Linked DNA regions of Sus scrofa: all the other regions are linked to region 1. Evidence: chromatin contacts called from public Hi-C and promoter capture Hi-C data. All regions are on one chromosome and are shown on one strand. The core of a region is the stretch at or near the end of the contact, and the rest is flanking DNA. Distances in the headings are between cores, read along the strand shown.

Region 1 (4,374 bases), core at 973-3,472:
AGAAAAGACAGAAAGACAAAAAAAAAAAAAAAAAAAAAGATATAGTGGGCTTTTTAATTTAGTGGGAAAGGAAGTCTTCTTCAATAAATGGTTTGGGCATAACTGAGTAAATAGCTAAAGGAAAATCCACCTAAAGCTATATAAAAACTTAATTCCACATGGGCCAAAGATCTAAATTTTCAAGAAACATATTAGAATGCCTTCATGATATAGTTCCTCAAAAGAAATTTAAGGTGGAGTAGAATTTATAAAAACTAATTGAGTTTACACTGCAAAATATTTTGGTGCCTTTTGTTCCAGAAGAGTAGTTTTATAGTGTAGGTAGACTAAGAACTACCAGGAAATGGTTCACCATTAATTTAAATATGGTTCCTTTTTTTTTTTATTATTCCCCTGACTCTTCATCTATAAATTTCCTTTTTTTATTTAAGAACTGATTGAGGGAGTTCCCACTGTGGCTCATCCAGTTAAGAACCCAACTAGTATCCATGAGGATGTGGTTTGATCCCTGGCCTCACTCAATGGGTTAAAGATCTGGCTGGCATTGCTGCAAGCTGCAGCGTAGGTGGTAGATGTGGCTCAATTGCGGTTGTGGCATAGGCAACTGAGTTGCTGTGATTGTGGCATAGGCCAACAGCTGCAGCTCCAAATGACCTGTAGCCCAGGAACTTGCAAATGCTGCAGGTGCAGCCCTAAAAAAAAAAAAATAAAAAAAAAGAAAGAAAGAAAGAAAAGAACTGATTGAGGGTTCAACTACTTAATGTTTTAATCTAGTTTCTAAACTATAATTCTGATCAAAGTCCTATTTACATGAAACTTTCTAGGAATACATTAGGAAAATTATACCGACATCATTTAAATCCAACTTGACTTTTCATTTATTAGTAATAAAACATCCACATCAAAGGAGTACTCAAAGTCAAGTACTTACAAATAGTGCCTTCTCTCTCATTTTAACATTTAAGAATAAAATAAGAAACTACAGAAAAATCTGTTAAGTTCAAAAACACAGGCATTTCCTCTCACCAAGTCATGATTGCAACATTAGTACACATTCCATACCTCAACATCTTTCCTTTCCAAACCAAAAATGATGTTTTCATAGTTTAAGTCATTTTTTTACATCACTCCTATTTAAAGCATACATCATTTATTAAATGGAAATCTGTATTATGTGTACATACATACACACACAATATTAATTACACGGAATACTATCGATCCCATAAAAATTTGTTAGACAAGTCTAATAACATAGTGATATAAAAGAAACTTTTCCCTAGAAATCACTTACCGTGTACCATCACACACACAAAATTTTTTTTTAATTCAATGGGAAAAGCTGGTGTAACGCAATGTACTTTGCTGTAATAGAATAAACAGCACAACTTGTGCTCAGGTAAACAGTACAGTTTATGATTCTGCTAACCGACTTCCAAGGTTTGCAGCCCTGTTCACTAAGTGTGACTCAGAGATTGCCGGTGCCATGGCAACTCTCAGGTGTAGCAACAGGCAGCCAAGAGAACAGCCATGACATCAGACACTCTTGACAACAAAACAAGAGGCGCAGGTGAGGGACGAGATTTCCAGCCAGACTCAGGGGATGAGGGGTGTAGCCCGAGGAAGGAAAAGGTGGGCAAATTCTAGGAATCCAGGGAAGGGAGATGGGAACATTAATTACATTAGATCGTCCCGCCCCGCCCCGCCCCGCCCACTCCCCAACAGTCTACACTTGTCTGGGAAGAGCAAAAGATCCAGGCAGGACAGAGATGAACAGCGAAGAGGATGGAAATGAGCAAATAGGGTAGAAGGGATATGGTCCCCAGCCGGGGTCCTCTCAGCGCCTGCCGAAGAGAGCAAGAGGAGGGAGTGAGGGCAGCACTCACCAGGGTCGTTCCAGCCCCGGGTAGGGCCCGCGATCAGCAGAAGCAAAAGGAGACCGAAGAAAGGGCAGCATCTGGTCGCTTTCGGCCCGCCGGCCGCCGCCATGGCGCTTGGTGAAGATGGCGCGCAGCTGCGGGGTGCTCGCGGGCCAGAACACCAGGCTGCGGAAATCCGCGAGGCCCTACGCAACGAAACTGCAGCTCGGGCCGCGGAGAGAAGACGATCTCTCCGTAGACCCGCAGCCTCAAGGAAGGTCGGTGCGCCTGTCTAACGTCACTGCCGCTGAGGCGCGTGGGGGAACAGGAATGGTCGAAGCTTGGCCCCGCCCCAGGGGCTCAGAGCCGCTGAGGGCGGTGGTGGGGGCAGGGTGGTGGTGGGGGCGGGGCGGGCCGCGTTAAGGGCGGAGCCAAGGGCGAGAAGCAGGGCCTGGGGGCGGGGCCGCGGGCCGGCCTCCTGCGGATTCACGGTGAAGGTGCTGTGGTTGAAGAGAGTGAAACCATCGCAAAGCAAAAGCTAATGTAGTTAAGTGATGTATTTACAAAACCTCAATAACCTTCCAGAGGAAAGTTACTGTGCCTTAATCAACTTTATGGCTTCAGCACTTAGCATAATTCGTGTTCTATTAGTTTGCTAAATACATAGGAGATTTAAAGAGAGAGAGCGTGGAAATATATTGTCTAGTTTCAGAAGCTCAGAACTTTTATACATTTCCTCCAACGTGGAGGCAGTGGGAATTTACAAGATATGAGGAGTAAAAACTAACACCTAAAGAAAGAACCAGCCAGACAAAACTGTTCTAAGAATGCGTAAGAATTATCTTTGAGGTCTGACATGTCTGGGGGAGAATTCCTTCATTCATTACTTCAACAAATACAGGATGAATGCCTAGTATGTGTCAGGTGCTATTTTAGGCTGGAGGCGACACCATCCTTGAACTCATGGAGCTTACATTGAGGAGAAATAGGACAAACAAATTACATACTAAGTTAGTAAATGAAGATGAAGTGATAAGTGCACTGATGGAAATAAAATAAGATGATACAAAGAGACTGGGAGACAATCAGGGAGGACCTTGCTGAGGAAGTGATTTTGAAGCTTTGAGACCTGAATGATGGGAGAATATACAGATCAGGGGAAGAGGTTTCTCCACCTGAGGAACAGTGGATGCAAAAGCCCTAGCTTTGTGTTTTGAGGAACACCGTTCACTAATTTGATGAGTATCTTAATATATTTAGTACCTACCACTACCTAACAGTACCTGCAGGCACTGTTCTAGGCACTGGAGATTCTGCAATGAATGAAACAAAATGTAGTGGTTGGAAGAGGCAAACAAAGCCAGTACAACTGAGGCAAAGTAAACTTGGAGAAACGTGGAACAAGAGAAGGCGTAACAGTGGTGGCTTGGAGTGGGACTGAAATAAAGATAACCACATGTCAGGTTCAAGGTAACTGTCAAGACCCAAGCAGATGTCAAATAGACACTTGGATATACAAGTCTGGACTTCAAGGTAAGGTAAACTATGCAGTTGTTATCAAAATAAAAATAGTATTTAGTGCTACAGGAAGAGATACAATACATAGGATCCGGCATTGCTGCAGCTGAGGCATAAGCATAGGTCACAATTGCAGCTTGGATTCAATCTCCGGCCCAGGAACTTCTGTATGCCATGGGTGCGGCTGGTGCGTGGGGGGGGGGGGGGGGGGATTACAGCTTTACAAAACTGTGGAGAGTATTAAATCAGATAAATGTTTATAGCAGCTGCTCAATAAACAATAGCTCTCTTCCTCTCACCCTCATCCTATCTTTGCAAATTGAGGTGGGAAGATAAGCCATCTGAAAGAAAAGTTTTGAAACTTTGAAAGGTAACACTGATTAACTATTATATAAGAATATTTAGAGAACATTCAAAGGATGTAACATTAATGCTTAGATTCACTTGGAAAACTAATGAAGAAAAATTCCTGACATTCTTTCTCAGACACTTACTATCAAGCTTTAATATGCATAGGACTCCTTTGGGATGCTGGCTACAGCTCCGATTAGACCCCTAGCCCAGGAACCTCCATATGCTGAGGGAGCGGCCCTAGAAAAGGCAAAGACAAAAAATCAAAAAAACTTGAGATTCCTGTGCTCTGCCCACAAAAGTTCTGATTCAGAGGTCTGGAGTGGGAGTTCCCATTGTGGTGCAGTGGAAACAAATCTGACTAGGAACCATAATGGCTGCAGGTTCAATCCCTGGCCTCGCTCAGTGGGTTAAGGATCTGGTGTTGCCATGAGCTGTAGTATAGTTCGAAGTTGTGGCTCGGATCCCATGTTGCTGTGGCTGTGGCGTAGGCTGGCAGCTACAGGTTCGATTATACCCCTAGCTTGGGAAACTCCACATGCCTCGGATGCAGCCCTAAAAAGCAAAATAAATAAATAAATAAAAGGTCTGGAGTAAGACCCAGGAATTTGCATTTTGAGGAAGCATCCAAAGACTTCTGTTGTAG
Region 2 (4,374 bases), core at 980-3,479, 570 kb after region 1:
CCAACCAATGACATCCCCACATCGAAAAGGCCACCTAAAACTATTCCAGTGGAGACTCCAAAAAGCCTATAAAAATCACTCTTGACTTCCCCTCTGAGACACTACAAAGATTTTGTCACAAAAGTGTTCTCCTTTAATGCAGTAAGTGGAAATTTGATTTTGCTTTAATAGGTTATTCTAATGGTCTTGGGTGTCGGGTGGAGGTTAAAAGTAGACAATTACAGTGAAGAGACTTCATAATCAATAAAGTTTTGGGAAATGTTTATGGCCCTAAGCAAATCTAGAGTATGTGGGAGCCTCTACTTTACTGTCCTGATAGAGATTTATTGGTGCCATCAACAGATTCAATTAGGAATATAAAAAGAGGAAGAAAAATACCTAAAGGAGGAAATCATACCAAAATGAAGATGGTAACCGCTGTAGAACTCTTTCCTGTCTTCATGTGGACAGCAAATGAAAACGTTTTAATGAGTCAATGTAATTAATTGTTTAATTGGTATGTCACATAATTTATAGTACTTTACCCAGATCGATTTTGAGATTGTGCACTCATAGTCTGCACCTTGAATTCTAGGATAACGTTCTTAGCCTATATACCAAGCCAAGCTCCCTTGGTCCTGGCTCCAACCTACTTCTACACTCTTCCATTCAAAGTTGAAATTGCAATATTTTAACTGTTGGTAGTTCCTCTACATTCATAGTTTGTCAAACTTCAAATCTCTTGCCCTTTTCCCCAATTCCTAACCTTTACAAAATAATTTAGACACGATTTCCTTTGGGAAAGCCTTTCCCCAAGCCCTCACTTGGGTACATAGCTCCCTGTGTACCTCTCACAGCACACAAGCGCTGTATTTTTCTCTTTACAGGGCTGTCTTTCCCACGAACTGAGTTTCTCAAGGACAAAACTTACACATACTTGAGTCTCTATGAGTTCTACAGTGCCAGGCAAATTGTGGAGCTAAATAAATGTTAGCTGAACTAAACTGAAGGGTGAGGCAGAACTGATGGAAGGGTCACAAAACCAACTTTCAAAGCACGAAAACTTTTATTTTATTTTAGGGCTGCGTCCCAGGCATATGGAAGTTCCCACGCTAGGGGTCCAATTGGAGCTACAGCTGCTGGCCTACACCACAGCCACAGCAACGCAGGATCCCAGCCAGGTCTGCGACCTACACCAAAGCTCAAGGGAAGGCTGGATTCCTGACCCACTGAGTGAGGCCAGGGATCAGAACCAGATACTAGTCGGATTATGATGGCAACTCCCACGAAATCTTTTTTTTTTTGTCTTTTTGCTATTTCTTTGGGCCGCTTCTGCAGCATATGGAGGTTCCCAGGCTAGGGGTCTAATCGGAGCGGATCCGAGCCGCGTCTGCAACCTACACCACAGCTCAAGGCAACGCGGGATCGTTAACCCACTGAGCAAGGGCAGGGACCGAACCCGCAACTTCATGGTTCCTAGTCGGATTCGTTAACCACTGCGAAATCTCCCTCACGAAATCTTTTAAGAGATCTCTGTAGCTTACACGCATCGGGGTTGGCAGAAACGCCAAAGAGATGAGTCATAGGATGGCAATGAGGTCACAGAACTGGGAGGCCGTGTTAAGTCATTAACAGTAACACCTGCTAGCAAAACTGATAAGGAGCGGAGCAAGGGGTAGCGGGTCTCCATAATTAGGTGCCAGGCCTCACTTTTGAGTCATCTTCCCGTCGGAACCAGAGACCGAGGAAGGTGCCGGGGACCGTTTGGAAGATAAGGAAGGTTCTTCGGCAGAAAGTGGTGCTCAACAGCTCTGACTCAAAAGTCCACAATCACCCACTACAGACATAGGCCAAGGGCACAGGCTGCCTCCTTGTAGTATCAGCTGCCCCTATCCTTTCTCCTCTGTTTCATTTTACTCTTTAGAGTTCTTTCTTACAATCTCTACAGTCTGACAGCCGAAGGGGCAGGGGCTGCCCGCCTCGAAGGAGCCCAAGTTTTGCTTTCACAGGACTTGGCTGGGCGGGTGCCAGCGAGGCCGTCTCCCCTGGACCTCACGTGACGTCGGGAGGTGACCTACACTTGTTTTCAGGTTACAGATTATGAGTTCAAAAGCCTGGGTTTATCTCAGTCTCACCAACGAAACAGCTTTAGGGTCCAGCGCTTTCCTGGAATTCCTCCCTTAGAAAGGATCCACTCCACCTTCCAAGGGAGGCGTAATCAGAAGGGGCGGAGCTTCCGCCAGGAAGCAGCGCTTCCGCCGCTATGGTTTCTCTTGGGGTGGTTGGCATTTTCCTCCTCTCTGCTCTCCCCCTCTTGTGTCTGGAGCTCCGGCGTGGGGTCCCAGATCTAGGTAAGTGCTGGCTTTTGCCTCCTGGCGTTCACACCTGGTAACAGTCTCACGAACACTACGTGCAATTTCCCGGCCGCGTCTCCTCTGGGCGGCTTTGACTACGATGCCCAGGCTGCACCGCGCCTGCCTTCCTCTTCCCCCGCGGGGTTCCTGGTGGAGCGAGACTTTTGCCGTCCTGGGGAGGCAAACTCTTGGCGGAAAAGTGCCCCTCCAGATCTGGTGAAGTTTTGCGGGTAATGGGACAGAGGCCGAAAGCACAGGAGCAAGCATATACTTGACTTTCACATTGTGTTGAGTGCTCAAAAGGAAATAAACAAGCTGATGTAGGCCTTCTGAAGAATTTAAGAGACTTAAATGATAAGGAGCCACACGTTTGAAAAGCGAGGGCGGGAGGTGGAGGGAGCGGGATGACATTCCAGACAAAAGGAATTGTGACTTGAAGGAAAAGGATGAAGACCTTTGAGGCTGGATTAAAGAGACTAGTAGAGAGAGTGGCGCATGATAATAGCATTCATTGAACGCTTATTGTAAACTAGACTCTTAAGTCGTGGTTATTATCTCCTCTAAATTGGTTTACAAACTTTGAGGATGCGCACTGCTCTAACCTATTTTACAGTGGAAACAGATATAGGGAGGTTAAGGGACTTCCCTAAGGTTTTAAAAAGTCTGGATTCTTTGTGGACAAGTGTTTTGCAAGGAAGGTATAGCGGAAGCAGTGAGGCAAATTAGGTTTCTGTTGTTCTTGGCAGATTTGACTATAGGGTGTCTCTCTTCTCTCTCCCCTTTTTTTTTTCTTTTTTTCCTTTCTGGGGCTACACCTGTGGCTTTAGTAAGTTCTTGGGCTAGGGGTCAAATCGAAGGTACAGCAACTGTTGGCATACCTCTACCTGGTGTCTTTTGAGAATTATAAAATAAAACTAAAAATTCCTAGAGGATAGAAACCATTTTTATTCCAACTTCTTATCCAGGATCCCTCATCATTAACAAATTGTATTACACACAGTAGGTACTTGTTACATTTTTTGCTGATTAATTTTCATCTTGGCTCTCAAAATCATACAAAACCAAGTACTGAATTTTCCCTTTTTTGGGCAGATATGTATATAGTAATTTTATTTACAAATGACAGAATAAACATTGAGAACTAGAGAAGTACACAGTTGCATAACTTAACTGTGAGAAATAAGAATTTGTGTTCAGTGGGAGTGACTGATTTTAAATAGAATTTGATAAGATGATACATACCATCATGATTTAGTTCCCAATTAATGTGGATAATTTTCTTTCCTTCTTGGGGCAGAAGGAAAACCAAGATTTCTGCATTATTGATAGTCATATATTTATAATGTAGCCATTCACTTATATTCCTGAAAGATGTTCTAGAATCATTTTTTGAAAACTTGTTCTGGTAATGACAGTCGTGATGAATTTTGGCACCACAGGAAAATTATATGAAATATTATAAGACAGTTGCATACCTTAACTTTTATTATTATATTGTTCTGGTACAAATAATCTGCTAATATATTAGTACTTATTATTAGTTCCAAGAAAAATTGTTTTAAATTTTAATTGTAATTTTTTTAACCTTGTTAAGGAATCAAAGATCTTATTTTGCTATGTGGCCGGATTTTCTTACTGCTTGCTCTTCTTACATTAATTATTTCGGTGGCTACCTCATGGATTAACTCGTTTAAATCTACCCAAGTTTATCTGAAAGGTAAGTTTATAGTTTATGCTACTCTTTTAGAGTTTTCTACTGAAATTTCTTTCCTTTATTTATTCTAGAACTTGGCAAAATGAGAACTATTTTACCATTACTTTTTGCTGTGTAATTTCAAGGATAGTAGTCATTACTTTAGTTACGATTTCAAATGGGCTATAAATTGCAATATTATGAGAAATTGTACATTTTTATTATATATACATTTGAAACTATCATTTCTAACTGATATTCTGCAAATTCTCTTGTTTGTTTTTGTTTTTGTTTTCTTTTTTTGGCCACCCCGAGGCACATGGAGTTCCTGGGCCAGGGATCAGGTCT
Region 3 (4,374 bases), core at 1,204-3,703, 560 kb before region 1:
AGGTGGCATGTTCGACCCGGCACTCTACCCTGTCCGGGGCTGCAGGGCTCCAGGTACAGCTCAGCACCGGGGAGGAGGGGCCCCCATGCCCCAGAGCTCTGCTCGCCCAGCTTTGCGGCCGGTCCTTCCGGTGCACGGCCCTTCCTGGCACTTTCTCTTAAAGCGCTTGGAGAAGGGAAGAGGGTTGGGCTCAAACGGAGGTGCCAAAGGCCGCCCTCGCAGAGAAAGAAAAATCAGCAAAATCGCCTTAATAGTTCAACCAAAGGTCAACAGCAGCATTTCCCCAGCAGCTGACAGGTCAAATGGCCAGGAAACAACTGCCGAGAACAAAGCCCCCCGCTGTTCACGGGGGCAAGCCCAGCGGGTCGGCACTGAGCCGCGTTGTTGTGCTTTTTGGAAGGGGCGGTGGGGAGAGGTTTCCGCCGCACCTCCCGCCCCATCTCCCTTCCTCTCGGGCGTGCGGGTCCGGAGAGGAAAGGACAGCAGGGAGGGGGCCAGGGGCACCAGCAGGGAAAGGGGCGGCTCTTTGATGGCCGGGGTCCGAAACGCCTCTAGGCTTCAGAGTAGAAGACCCTCCGAGGGCGAAGGAATGCGCGGAATGCGGCGCGGGAGGAAGGGGCGCAGCTTGGCCAGGGGCGCCCTTACCCCACATGCCCTGCCTGCTCCCCGACGCCCGACACCTTCTGGCAGGTGCGGCCGGCGCCCCGGCCCTCCAGTTATTTGGGTAGCCCTCGGCCCTTTCGGGTTTCCGACTGGCTGGTTTGACGAGACCTCCCCTCTCCAAGGGTTTCGCACTTAAGCACGCGCCGCCGTCTGAGAGTCGGGTCTGAACAAAAGGTCGTACTTTGCTACCTCAATTTAAGAGGCCGGATCCCACCAAGCGTCCGCTCTATGCTCGGACCTCCCGCCTTCCGCTCCCAGAGCCTGCTCTACCCCGAAGCTGGAGAGGTTGGCCACCTTCCAGGTGGAGCTCGGAGTGGGGCAACAGAAGAGTAGATACAGATCGCTCTACACCATGCCCATAACCCCAGCCTTGTTACTGCACTTATTAAGGGCTGGTTTCCAGCAGGACCCGCAGGGCCGATTCCACTCCGGTGTTCACCCTCCTTCACCGCTTTCCCCACCTCTTGGGATCTCGGGTTGGACTCAGCGCAGGGCCCCGGCACTCCAAATCAACAGGCCTAATCTGTCCTCCATCCCCGCACGGTGGCACTTGGGAGCACTTCCCTGGATTCGAAGGTGGGCAACGCAGCTGGATAGCCTCACTCGCAAGGCCAGACCGTTAGTCGAAGTAAACAAACTCAGAAACGCCCGAAAGGGTTCGGAATTGCAGGTGACGGAGGCATTGCGCCCCATCGCCTCGGAGGACTTCAGGAACTCGCGCTGGCACACAAACGCACAGAATCCTTGCACACTCGTGCAGACACCAATACGCACAAAGGAGTGCGCGGGGATCCCATCCCGCAGCTGCGACTCCCTCTGGGCACTTCTGCCCACTAAGGCGCAGGAGGCCGAGTCCAGCCGCACGGACTGTTCAGCCGCACTGACCCTCCAGCTCGCGCCCAGCGCCCGCGTTTACCTTTGAGCAGGCAGATATCGGTGCGCTCTGCGTTGCGGCGCAGCGCCTGAACCACCAGAGACACCGTGCTGTCTTCGCGGAGGCTCTCGGCGCGCGGGCTGCGCTCGTCGTAGACGATGACCGCGGAGTAGAGGCCGGAGCGCAGGCGGGCGCGGACCTCCTCCTCCGCGGGCAGGATCTGCTCCAGGCTTACCGAGCCCTTGGCCCGCCGCCGCACGATGGTGTTGCAGCGCACGTTGACCGAGCCTCGGATGTAACCAGCGCTGTGCGCTAAGAATGGTCTGCAGTCCAGCAGCAGGCACTTGCTGCCGCTCAGCAGCCCCAGAGCGCCGTGGCTGCCGCTGCCGGCTGCGCCACCGCCGTTCTCATCCCGGTTCATCAGCCTTTTGAGCACGCTGCAGTCCATCTCCCGCAGCTCCTCTACGGTCACCATAGTCGCCGGCAATCTCGGCTGCTGAGCACAAGAGGAGGCGAAGGACGCCTGGGCCAGCTGGGCTGCAGGAAGGGGCAGGCTGGGGCTAAGGGAAGGCGCGAGCAGAAGTGGCTTCAAACTTGGCCCCCTGAGGCTCCCACGGGCGAACCTCTTCTCCCCGGTCCCCTTCCTCCTGCAGCCTCGCGGTTACATAGCAGTCCGAGCGGCCTCGGGCGCCAGGCAGCACGGTGCCCAGGGAAAGGTAGCGATGGAGGGGAGTGTGTTTACGAGAGAGGGCCAAGGGCTCTCTTCTGTAGTCTCCTCTATTGTATTTTGCCTGCTGTGCTGCTCCTGCCGCCTGCCGTTCTGCTCGCCGTTCCCCCACAGCAGCCGGAGCTCAGCGTTCTGCCCCAGCCAGAGTTTCCTCTCCTCGGCTTATAGATTTATTAAGGCTCCTCTGCTCTCCCCCGGGAGGGGGCAGATTCATTACTACCTCGGGAGGCCCCGCCTCTTTCCATTCTGGGCCCAGAGCCCTACCCCGCCCCTAGCCCTAGCTGCCCGCCCCCTCCAGTTCCCCCCCTCCCGGCTGGCCCCTCCCTCTCTGCCCGCCCCAGCGCGTGAATGGAGTGTCGGCAGCTTGCGCCCAGTCACGGGGAAGAGACGTCACAAAGAGCGGAGTAAACAGGGAGCGCTGAGCTCGCCGCCAGGCCCATTCATAAAACCTAGACCTAGAGGAAGAGGGAGGAGGCCTCCGACCCGCTAGCGAGCTGCAGAGCTTGGACTTTGTGAATGGAGCGCCGCGGCGCCTTTCCCCGGCCTCCGCAGCGCGCGTACAGCCTGACCCGAGTCGCGGTACGGCCACCCCACCCCGCTGCGGCGGTAGCGGCTATCGGCAGAAAGAAATCGCCAGCCCAGAAGCCCGCCTAGCGGAGGCTTGGGCTCGGTCTTGAGGTTTCATCCCTCTTTACCTCCGTGCTGCCCCCCCAAGCAGCCTCGCAGGTGTCCCCCACCTACCCAAGTGGACAGAAGAACGCTGCACCAACGTCCAGCCGGCCCGGCCTGCCTCTCCTCGCCCCATGTTTACGAAGTGCGTTCGACCGGCCAGACGTTTTTTCAATTGTGATTCCTCAGACTTTAGCTTCTGCCTCAGCCTGATCGATTTTCATCTTAAGCCATTAAATCAGCTTTACAGCTTCCCGAGAAACGTGGGCAACCCCAAACTCAGAAGATGAAAGAGAAAGCCTTCCCGGCCCGAAGGCCAGTAATAGAAGTGAGGTGTTGAGTTTGTTGCTTTACGATCCGGAGGGAGGCATTAATTGAATCCGGAATGTTGTTCCCAAGGAGGAAGGCGGGAGTGCCACTCCCTTCCACGCTTCCTAAAGAGGTTTATTTAACCCTGTGGGGGTGGGGGTGGAGGGAGATGTTTTTGGCTTTTGGAAAAATCCTCACCCCACCTTGTACACGTGTGATTGTCTTCTCAGGAAATGACACTTAGGGTCCACATCTGGTGCGAAGACCCAGAGAAAATGACACGTAAAGAATTTAACACGCTCCAGGGCCGAGTCAGTTTTTTTTTCTTCTTTTTTTCTTTTGCATCCTTCTTTCCAGGTCATGTCGCATTTTTCTCGCTCCCCCGCTTTTACTTATGCATTTAATTTCCCGGAGGCCGCTTTTGGCAGAGGGGTGTTTGGTCGCCGCAGTGAGGACACAACACAAGGCAAAAATTATTCGCCCGACATCTTGCCAAGTCTTGTTAGTGAGAATTAACCACCAAGCAGGGAATTCTAGGACTCGCTGGAGGCCTCGGGGACAAAGGGGTCGAGTCTTCCTCTTCTGGTCGACCGAGGCAGCCAGGGCCGCCGAACCCGCGGGGTTTCTCCCTCCCCGGACTCGGCCTTCCGCTCTGCCTTTGTTCCCCGCCGGGCGGCTCTCTGGACCTGTCACCTCCGGCCCCCAGGGCCACCCCTCCGCTCCGCAGGGCGGCCTCGGCGGCGGCCTCTACTTCCAAGGCCTACGACCTCCCACTGCGCTGGGGATCCAGACACCAGGCCCAAGCTTAGTGCGCTGTGAGGGGTGCAGCTCACCCGTGAGGAATCCTTTTACCCCAGGCTCCGAAATGCCTCCGCCATGTACTGATCTATGTAGAATTTACTATTTTGTTCATCACATATAGGGGGGAGGGGGCACTAATTTCGAATGTTTTTTTTAAAAAGCACTACATTTGGACTGGAGGCTTGGGACTGGCGTATGCACACTGAGGTTTATGGAATGATGGGCTAACCGGACCTGCTGTATAGCACAGAGAACCCTACCCAGTATTCTATGGTAACCTGTGTGGGAGAAGAATCTGAAAGAGAATGGATATGTGAATGAGTATGGCTGA

What was found. Promoter capture Hi-C pulls out the DNA fragments that hold promoters and counts their contacts. Hi-C and Micro-C count contacts between places; a contact is called where the count stands out from the background.
Region 2: a contact with region 1 is called in a promoter capture Hi-C map of fetal liver, with 2.2 times the contacts expected there. The contact joins the promoter of UBXN8 here to the promoter of SARAF in region 1. A contact is called at or near these places in 2 of 5 promoter capture datasets (fetal liver and liver), 2 of 47 Hi-C or Micro-C datasets (heart right ventricle and liver) and 1 of 2 datasets of contacts at active chromatin or transcription factors (alveolar macrophages).
Region 3: a Hi-C map of liver shows a contact between it and region 1, with 4 times the contacts expected there. The contact joins the promoter of DUSP4 here to the promoter of SARAF in region 1. A contact is called at or near these places in 1 of 5 promoter capture datasets (fetal liver), 2 of 47 Hi-C or Micro-C datasets (alveolar macrophages and liver) and 1 of 2 datasets of contacts at active chromatin or transcription factors (alveolar macrophages).

What each region holds. Positions count from the first base shown.
Region 1 is chr15:54,931,838-54,936,211 of Sscrofa11.1, reverse strand. SARAF (store-operated calcium entry-associated regulatory factor) reads right to left here and starts at 2,222. Exons shown (of 6, transcript XM_001924775.4): 1 at 1,887-2,222. The coding sequence starts at 1,989.
Region 2 is chr15:54,365,465-54,369,838 of Sscrofa11.1, reverse strand. It overlaps UBXN8 (UBX domain protein 8), which reads left to right and starts at 2,229. Exons shown (of 8, transcript NM_001244745.1): 1 at 2,229-2,330; 2 at 3,928-4,050. The coding sequence starts at 2,243.
Region 3 is chr15:55,489,163-55,493,536 of Sscrofa11.1, reverse strand. DUSP4 (dual specificity protein phosphatase 4) reads right to left here and starts at 2,453. Exons shown (of 4, transcript XM_003133392.4): 1 at 1,580-2,453. The coding sequence starts at 2,012.